2 separate regions of the Sus scrofa genome follow, and region 2 is linked to region 1. Evidence: chromatin contacts called from public Hi-C data. All regions are on one chromosome and are shown on one strand. The core of a region is the stretch at or near the end of the contact, and the rest is flanking DNA. Distances in the headings are between cores, read along the strand shown. Region 1 overlaps ITPKB (inositol-trisphosphate 3-kinase B). Region 2 holds the start of PSEN2 (presenilin 2).

Region 1 (4,704 bases), core at 1,226-3,725:
CTCCTTCCTGCCACCTGGAGTCCCCCCCCCCCATCGTCACCCCCTACCTCTCCAGCCCCTGCAAGCTGATGTGTGCTGGGAACCACATCGAGGCCATTCTCCTGTGACATGTGTTTGATTTCAGCCTCTGCCTCAGCAGGGTGATGGCCGGCGTCATTTGAGGGGCCACAGGACCCGGCACAAAGGGGTCCCCCACCCGACAATCGGGAGGCCAGGGTGCCCAGAGGAGAGGCCGGGCCCCTGCTGGCTCCCGCAGGGCGTGGACTGCTGGGCTTTGCTCGTTCCTCTGCCGGGAGGAGATTCCCTCCCTCCCGCTCTGCGCTGGGTGCTGGGATCCTTTCAGACGGGCTCACTGGGGGGGGAGCAACTTTCCTTGGTTGACTCCTCACGCAGCACGGCGCTGTGCCCTTTCACGCGTCAGGCCTTCATCACGCCCCGCGACAATTATTTCCTCCAACTCTCAGACAAGGGAACACGTGCAGAAAGCTTAACTGAGTCGCCACAGGCACGTAGCCTGTGCCAGCGGATTTCCTCCTGCACCTACCAATGTGCAGTCGCCACGTGCCCGTGTTTTCTAGTCCGGTGAACTATGTGGTGTTGTCCTCAGGTCATAACGCCTCCAGATCACAGCGAACCAGTTTGTTCGGTGGCTGCTGGTATGATGTGGCCCCAAGAAGGCTGGATGAATTAACATCCGGGGGTGTCCTCTTTTTAACTAGGGACACTCTGTCTGTCCTTAAGGAGGAAGCTGGCATCCCCAAGTGTGATCCATGCACTTGGGGGGACAGATGGCGCCCCCTACAGTCCTTATGGGACTCAAGCCTAAGGGCGAGGCTGGGATCACGTCATGCCTGCAGTATCTCTGCTGTGGGATTCTGTGACCTTAGTAAATGTGATGAGACACTTAGAAAATACACAGGGCCCTCACTGGATGTTAGGGTATCGCGTGTTGTTTTGCTCATTGCTAATGCCAGCAGCACCTTCTCCGGAAGAAAGTCATCTTAACGGTCCCTTTGTCGCTGAAGGGACCCTGAGAAACAAGAGCTGCTAATGCTCCACCTAGAAGACGGGGCCCTCAGGAAACAGAGGAGAAAGTGCAGGGCCTGGCCTGCCATCCTTTCCTGTCTTAGCTGGGACCTCGTCAGAGGTGGGAGCTGGCAGTTGGGGCCGAAGAATAAGGTTATCATCTACCTTCTGGGGTTGTCCCTTACATCTGACTCTGGCTACCAGGAGCACTTCCTGTGCGCCTGCTTAGTTCTCATTTAATCCTTCAGCAAAACTGTGAGCAGAACTATTACGCCCGTTTCACAAATATGGAAAACTAAGGCTTAAAGGGATTAAATTGTTGGCTCAGATCACACAGCTAGTACAGTTAACGTGGCTCAGTGGTTAACGAATCCAACTAGGAACCATGAGGTTGCGGGTTCGATCCCTGGCCTTGCTCAGTGGATTAAGGATCCGGCGTTGCTGTGAGCTGTGGTATAGGTCACAGACGTGGCTCAGATCCGGCGTTGCTGTGGCTATTGCGTAGGCTGGTGGCACCAGCTCTGATTAGATCCCTAGCCTGGGAACCTCCATATGCCACGGGTGCAGCCCTAGAAAAGATACACACACAAATCACACAGCTAATAATCGATAAAGCCAGGATTACAACCAAGTGTACTGAATTCAGAGATTCCCCAGGGAGGGGCATTAATGAGTGGGGAGTGCACGAAGCTGGGTGTCCTCAGTGAGGGGCAGGCGGGGCTGGAGGACTGAGGGCACCGCCGTCCAAGAGCCAAGGAGGAGGCCTAGGGGACGCTGGGCTTTTCCCCTGCCCTGCCTTTCTCCCATCTTCCTGGTCCTGAGCCTCCCTCTCCCCCTCCTTTCTCTACCCTCATCCTCTTGCTGAGCCCCACTCTGGGGGTTCGAAGTGGTGGTGGGGCTCTGTAGTGTCTCAGGGGCCACCGCAGTGGGTATATTTGGGAGTTCCCATTGTGGCTCAGCAGGTTAGGAACCTTACTAGCATCCATGAGGACCTGGGTTCCATCCCTGGCCTCAGTCGGTGGGTTAAGGATCCAGCGTTGCTGTGGCTGTGGTTTAGGCTGGCAGTGGTAGCTCTGATTCGACCTCTAGCCTGGGAACCTCCATATGCCACGGTGTGGCCCTAAAGTTAAACAACCCCTGCCCCCAAAAAACCACCCAATGTGTATCTTTAATAGGAGCGTATGGCCCTCCCTGCTTTTATTATTGACGTTGGCCTAGCAGGCCATTCCTGGTAAGTCCAGCTCCTGGTTTTTGTGATTGATCCTATTCAGTCTCCCTCCCAGCTTTCTGTGAAGACAGGAGGAATGAGGAGACTTGAATTCAAACACTGCCCTGGCAACATGTAATCTCTGGGTCTAGAGACATTTTTGTCTGTCACAGCTGGAAGGGAGTTGCTGTTGGTTTTGTGCGGGTGCAAAGCAGCGAGGCTGCCCAGCCTCCAACAGTGCAGAGCAGGGCAAAGGATTGCTCCATCCAGAATGTCACTGTGGGAATTCCCTTTGTGGCTCAGTGCGTTAAGAACTGTGTTTGCCAGTCGGAAGCTTCCAGAATCCAGTTTGGCAGAACATGAGGCAAATATTGACCTGTCTTTGGTCCTCTGACCCTTCTCATATTCTCTGTGCCGTCTTAAAGGTTACTAGCACGGTTCTGGGACAACACAGCGAGTTCTTTAGAGCTGTCCCCAAGACAAAGAAGCCAGCACAGTGTGCTGGGAGACCCCTGAGGCTGGGGCCCTGGGGGAACTTGAATTCTCTTAAAAGCACCAGCCTGAGGCTTTGTGGAGGAATGAGTTTCCAGGAAAGGGCAGTGAGACCCACATCAGCTGCCAGAGGTCGATACCTTCTGTCTGATCCCTGGTCAGATGAGGTTAACTCATAATGGGATGACTGCCTCCTATGAACCACAGCGGGTTTCAGACTGTGGATCGTGGGGTCAGTATAGATGGGTCACAGCCAGCGTGTGTTCATGAACTAGAATATAGTCGATACATAGGTCAGAGAGCATCCCACAAAGTGGTGGCAAGTACTGTCTCGTGAAACCTATGTTTTCAGGTGTGTGTTTGTATGTGTGTGTGTGGACTGTACTGCAGCTTGCTGTACATTCAGTTGCTGACAAAGGGTCACCGTGTAAAGGTGGGCCGGGCAGCAGGCAGTGGTCTCTAGACCCTCCTAAGAAGTGGATCTGATGTCTAGAAATTAGGTTCTAAAACCTTGACTCATAGACAAGGGTTTCCCTAATCTCTGTGTGCAAAGAGGTTCTCAGTGTGGCTGGATGGTGCTGGGTTTAGACCAGCCAGGGAGAGGCAGGTGGAGAGGCAGGGGCTGCTGGAGGGGCCTGACCACTTCTAGAAGCCCGGGGCCATCTTCAGGGTCTTCTGTGCTCTGCTTTTGGGCTCCTGGGCCTTCCTCTTTCCAACAGGAACTTTAGTCCAGCTTCTGGAAAAGCAGGTTGACCAGAGGGTCTCTTGTAGCAGTGCTGCCTGGAAGGGCCTGCTTTGTTCCCTGACCTGCGAGCTCTGTCGGGTCTGAAGCAGCTCCCAGGCCCAGGAGACTTAGGGCCTGGTGTGGAGATTTTGTTGTCTGCGGGTTGTTGGTGCAAGTTAGGAAAAGAGGAAAAGGAGAAAGGAGAGGCAGTGTTCACACGGGGAAAAAGGCTTTTAAAGTGCTGGTGTTGCTGGCAGGCTGCCTTCCCACCTTCGTTCCTCCCTCTTTCCTCCTTCCTTCCTTTCCTTTTTTTCTCCATTTCTTTCCTTTTTTCTTTCTTCATTTCTTTCATTGTTTCATTCCTTCCTTCCTCTCTTTCCTCTTTTTTCCTTCCCCGCCTTTTCTGGGCTCAAACTGTTCCACAGGTCACCTGGGATGCCAGGCACCCTCCAGCTTTTTCTTTGGAGTCACCTGGGTGGGTGACTGGGCTGTGACTTTCCCTTCCAACATGGCCCAGACCCCCAGGCTTTTGAAGGAGGACATGGGCCTTGGGGCCAAGTTCAGCCTCAGCTCAGCTCCTCTGTGACTGGGTGGGGGGTGGGAGATTGGCACTGATTTCCACGGAGGATGCTAGGGCTTCAGAACAGGGGTGCTTTCTTTAGAAGCTCACCCCTTAAAAAGGATGTCCACTTCCATGTTTATTTAGAGGCGTTTGGACTTGTGTTTGTGAAACCTCTTCCCACCATTTCATGTGACCAAGGACAGCAGCTGGGATGATGTTCTTTTTACCCAAGTGGAAAGTTGAGCTGGGCTGGGGCCTGCGGAAAACCTGGGAAAGTTTAGAAGCCAGACAAGGGAGATTAAAAAAAATAAAAATAAAAAAGTCATTCTGACAGGCAGCCTAGTGTAATGGAAAGAGTGTAAGCTGTGGAGTCAGATGACTTAGAGTAGAATTCTAGCTCTGCTCCTTGGGCAGATTGCTGAATTTCTTTCTCTCTTTCTCTCTTTCTTCATTTCTTTGTCTCTCTTTCTTTCTCATTATCGAATATCTTTATTTTTTTTTATCTTTGAATACTCCAAGCCTTTATTACATTTGTCTATGCTTGTCTTTTTTTTCCCATTTAATTTTTATTCTATATTGGAATAGAGTTGGTTTACAGTATTGGGTTAGTTTCAGGTGTACAGCAAAGTGATTCAGTTATATATATATATACACGTACATGCATTCTTGTTCAGGTCCTTTTCCCATCTAGCT
Region 2 (4,551 bases), core at 1,600-4,099, 120 kb before region 1:
ACAGGCACAAAGAGCATGATCACGTGCTTTGCCCCATATTTGAGGGTCAGCTCCTCCTCCAGGCCTGGTGGCCGGCCAGGAACCCCACTGCAGACATAGCGGTCAGGGTCTTCCTCGTGGTCCTCCTCGCTGTCCTGGCTTCTCTGTGGGAAAGCAGCTGTGAGGGCCCCGGGACGCCCCCCATGGGTGGCCCACCAATGTAGCATGGGGGTGTTTGGGAACTGGACACGAGACATCTGAATGTCGCTTTCCAGATGTAAGGACCAGGCTGTGGGCTGTAGGTTAGAGGTGGGAGCGGTGGGATTCCAGGACATCTGAAAAGTTTCTGGGGACAACCAGAGATTGAGAGATGCCCGGAGGCAGGCCGAGGCAGCCGTGGAAGAGACGGTGGGCAGAATGGTGTTTGCATCTAAAGACCTTCCCCACCCTCAGGAAGGGACTCGTGATGCAACTCGGCTCTGTTCACATGGCCTTACCAGCCTGGGAGGGGACAGGCCAGGTGACAGGAGGAAGGCAGAGAGTAAACATTTTTGGTTGGCAAATCAAAATGGACAAACTAGAAGGGTGACTCTCTTTGTAATCAAGACACGGGGAATTTGCAGAGGAAGAAATGACTTTGAATTTTCTGTGCCCCCCTCCCGCCCCCGCCCCCCCTAAATCCAGCATGCAACATTTGCAGCTCTGAACCAAAGAGGCGAACTGAGCATCAAGCCCGGGGAGGATCTGGGCCATGGGAGGTGGGAGAGCGAAACGAGGAGGCAGCGAAGGAGGATGGGGGACGCCTGCCAGATGCTGGCACAAGCTGATCTGCAAGAACCTGTTTTGGAATTGTGATCATTCAGGGTCATTAGCTGCCTTGTTAATTATGTGAACAGCCAAGACAAAGCCAAATGAAACGAACATTTAAAATGACTGTTCTTTGGTGTCTGTTCTTTGCAGAGAGAATTTCATCTAGATATTCAGTTGAGAAGGAAGGGAAAACAACTAAAAACAACTGAGATGCGCAAAAACTCCAGGAAAGAAAAGACAAAGAAACGAGTAAGAAATGGCTCCGGGGAGTTCCCGTCGTGGCGCAGTGGTTAACGAATCCGACTAGGAACCATGAGGTTGCGGGTTCGATCCCTGCCCTTGCTCAGTGGGTTAACGATCCGGCGTTGCCGTGAGCTGTGGTGTAGGTTGCAGACGCGGCTCGGATTCTGAGTTGCTGTGGCTCTGGCGTAGGCCGGTGGCTACAGCTCCGATTCGACCCCTAGCCTGGGAACCTCCATATGCCGCGGGAGCGGCCCAAGAAATAGCAACAATAACAACAACAGCAAAAAAAAAAAGACAAAAGACAAAAGACAAAAAAAAAAAAAAAAAAAAAAGAAATGGCTCCGGGAGTTCCCATCATGGCTCAGTGGTTAACAAATCCAACTAGGAACCATAAGGTTGCGGGTTCAATCCCTGGCCTTGCTCAGTGGGTTAAGGATCTGGCATTGCTGTGAGCTGTGGTGTAGGTCGCAGACAAGGCTCGGATCCTGTGTTGCTGTGTCTCTGGCATAGGCCAGTGGTCACAGCTCCGATTCAACCCCTAGCCTGGGAACCTTCATGTGCTGTGGGAAGCGGCCCTAGAAAAGGCAAAAAAAAAAGAAAGAAAGAAAGAAAGAAATGGCTCTGGAGTAGCTATTCCGTAGCCTTGAGCTGATGAGATCTCTCTTGGAGCCCAGAGGAGGACAGAAGGGAGCTCAAGTTTCAGCAAAGGAGAACAAGGCCTACTGGAATAAAGAAATCCTACAGGTGAAATGGAGATGGGAATTCAGGCAGATTCAGGTGTAGTTTTACCCTGATGGGGAGGAAGGTGGCTTGGCTGGTCACTCTCCCACATATATCCTCCAGTTCATAATGTAATAATCTGTCCTGCAGGCTGCAGAGGTTAAGACCACACAGTGCAGCCCACCCCTCCTGCTATGGGCTTGACGTCTGTGTCCCCCGAATTCACAGGCTGTGATGATGTTTGCAGGTGCAGCCTTTGGGAGATGACTAGGTCATGAGGGTGCAGCCCTCATGAATGGGATTCGTGCCCTTATAAAGGGGGACCCAGAGAGTGCCCTCCCACCTTCTGCCACGTGAGGATACAGAAATCAGCCACCTATGAACCAGGAAGTGGGCTCTCAACAGAATCAGAGCTGCCAGCACCTTGACTTTGAACTTCCCAGTCCCTAGAGTAGTGAAAAATACATTTCTGTTGTTTATAAGCCACGCAGGCTACAGTAATTTTGTGCTGGTGGCCTGAATGGACGAAGACACATAACCAGCTCCAAAGCCAAACGTGAGACAGGTATACCACTCTCCTGGTTACCATGTCTGGCCATCTACCAAAAAAGTTCTCTCCAGCAATTTCCTCAATTTCCTAGCTTCTGTGCTGCCTGTCCCAGCATCCAAACTCACTCTCTGGTTCCTATTGAAACAGTAACCTGCACTAGGAAGGGGAACCCAATGGGCAGGGCCAGGGCGGAAGGAATCACTCAGCGCCCTGCAGAGTTGACCTTTAACAGGCTGTGTACGTGCAGAGTCTACTGTGAAGCCTTCACAGACTTAAGATCCACTCAGCAGACCACCTGTCCTTTCAGCCAATTCTCATCTGCTCTTTCCCTTCCCTCCTGTTTCTATCCATTAGGTACGGACCCAGGGCCCTGTCTGGGGGCCTCAGACCACTGGCAGGAACCTACCCACTGAGCAGCACTCTCTCCATCCTCCAGGCCCTGCCTGCCTTCCTGGCAGGAGCGAGGCGTGGGGCTCTCGGCCGACATCAGGGACGTCCGCTCGTCACACACTTCTTCCTCGCTGTCAGAGGCCATGAAAGTGAGCATGGCCCCTCCTCCGAAAGTGCCTGGAAAAGGAGCACAGCGGACTCTGTTCCACTTTCCTACAAGGCAAAGGCAGAGGAGGGTGAGAGGCAGCTTTAAGACCTGGACTCAGGTCCTGCCCAAACTGACCACCTAGGACACAAGTGTCAAAGGGCTGCTATAAAGCCACGGTCCCCAGGGGCCACCACAGAGGCTGTAGCAGCCTCAAGAGGGACTGGCCAGAGGAGATCCAGTCCATGGGGCAAAACTCCCAACCAAAAATGTCCTGGCCACTCCAGACTGTCAGTACACTCACTTATTGAATCAACAAACACCCGTTCAGTACCCATAATGTGCCAACACTTTTGTCCTAAAACCAATAAAAACCAGCTATCCAATGTGACAAATGATATAATCCAGGTGTTCACCAAGAGGTACTGAAGCACAAAGAAGAATTACATCTCAGAGATCAGGAAAGCTTTATAGAGACGATAACGTCATCTGATGGAGACAGACTTTCCTAGGTGGGAGGGAAGGGCAGAGGGTGTGAAGAATGTTCTAGCCAGAGCCTGGCACTGCTGGGGCTTGGGGAGAGGTGCTGTGGAGGGTCTCTGGTGCCATGTTAAGGAGATATACTTCATCCCCCAAGGACAGAGGTGACAGATCAGATCTCTGGTTACAAACATATCTGGCAGAGTTCCTGTTATGGCTCGGCAGAAAAGAACCTGCCTAGTATCCGTGAGGACATGGGTTCAATCCCTGGCCTCACACAGTGGGTTAAGGATCCAGCGTTATTGCAAGCTGTGGTGTGGGTCACAGATGCGGCTTGGATCTGGTGTTGCTGTGGCTGTGGTGTAGGCCAGCAGCTGCAGCTCCAATTTGACCCCTAGCCTGGGCACCTCCATATGCTGCAGGTGTAGCCCTAAAAAAATAAATATGTCTGGCCACTGACTAAGAAAGGGGTAAAAAGAAGAGAGGGAGACAATCATGGGAAGTGAATCAGGCTTAAGGTGGCAGCAAGATGGATGAGAGCGAGGGCAGAGAATCCAGAAACAGTGGGAGGGAGACAGTCAGGGTCAGAGGTGGGGGATGGAACAGGACAGAGTCCAGGACGGGTAAATAACGGTTAATCTGATCCAGGAACCTACTGAATGTAAATGGGCGAAAAGGGGCAGCTGCCTGGGGTGGTGGGGAGAGTGCCCCGTGTCGGGAGCAGGGGAAGGAGATGAGAGTCATGAGTTGAGAAGTGGCAGCCACGGGAGCAGTGAGCCAAGACCACGAGAAGCGAGCACGTGTGTGTGTGTGTGTGTGTGTGTGTGTGTGTTGGGGAAGTATAGCTGAGGGCAGGACTCACAGGAAAACCAAGGCTGAAGGGACTACACAGGACGGAGCCGGTCCCTGAAGACGCTGTGCTGCCCCAGTGGTGTGGTTGGAGCACCACGTGGGCGCCAGGCAGTCCCAAGCCTTCCAACCCCCAACAGGACAGCTGAGCTGCCAGCAGGGCCAGCGTCCCTGTCACTAGCCTCCCTGAACCCTGGGCCGAGCCTCAGGCCACAGGGACAGCCAGGGCTGCTCTCGGCTCCAAGTTCCTCTCCACGTCAGTTGCCCCCAGAATCGATGATTTTCAAACAGAGCAGGACGCTTCCTTCTACTGACCCGGCCAGTTCCGTTCCGCTTGGCAGGGTCTGTGACTGCTTTTTTTTTTTTTTTTTTTTTTGACAACACT

The links. Hi-C and Micro-C count contacts between places; a contact is called where the count stands out from the background.
Region 2: a contact with region 1 is called in a Hi-C map of liver, with 2.4 times the contacts expected there. The contact joins the promoter of PSEN2 here to the enhancer-like site in region 1. A contact is called at or near these places in 1 of 5 promoter capture datasets (liver), 5 of 47 Hi-C or Micro-C datasets (embryonic fibroblasts and liver) and 1 of 2 datasets of contacts at active chromatin or transcription factors (alveolar macrophages).

What each region holds. Positions count from the first base shown.
Region 1 is chr10:14,422,847-14,427,550 of Sscrofa11.1, reverse strand. All of the region lies in intron 3 of ITPKB (inositol-trisphosphate 3-kinase B), which reads left to right. Among named protein-coding and RNA genes, the nearest start is that of ITPKB, 44 kb to the left of the region's middle. Within about 2 kb of position 2,475, at least 8 of the 83 cell types and tissues checked have an H3K27ac peak or open chromatin away from gene starts, as enhancers often do. A contact at or near this core is called in alveolar macrophages and liver, where this site is marked.
Region 2 is chr10:14,542,970-14,547,520 of Sscrofa11.1, reverse strand. It overlaps PSEN2 (presenilin 2), which reads right to left and starts at 2,849. Exons shown (of 10, transcript NM_001078666.1): 1 at 2,709-2,849; 2 at 1-143. The coding sequence starts at 2,849. It overlaps LOC100510923 (a long non-coding RNA gene), which reads left to right. Exons shown (of 4, transcript XR_305804.3): 3 at 940-1,038; 4 at 2,657-3,237.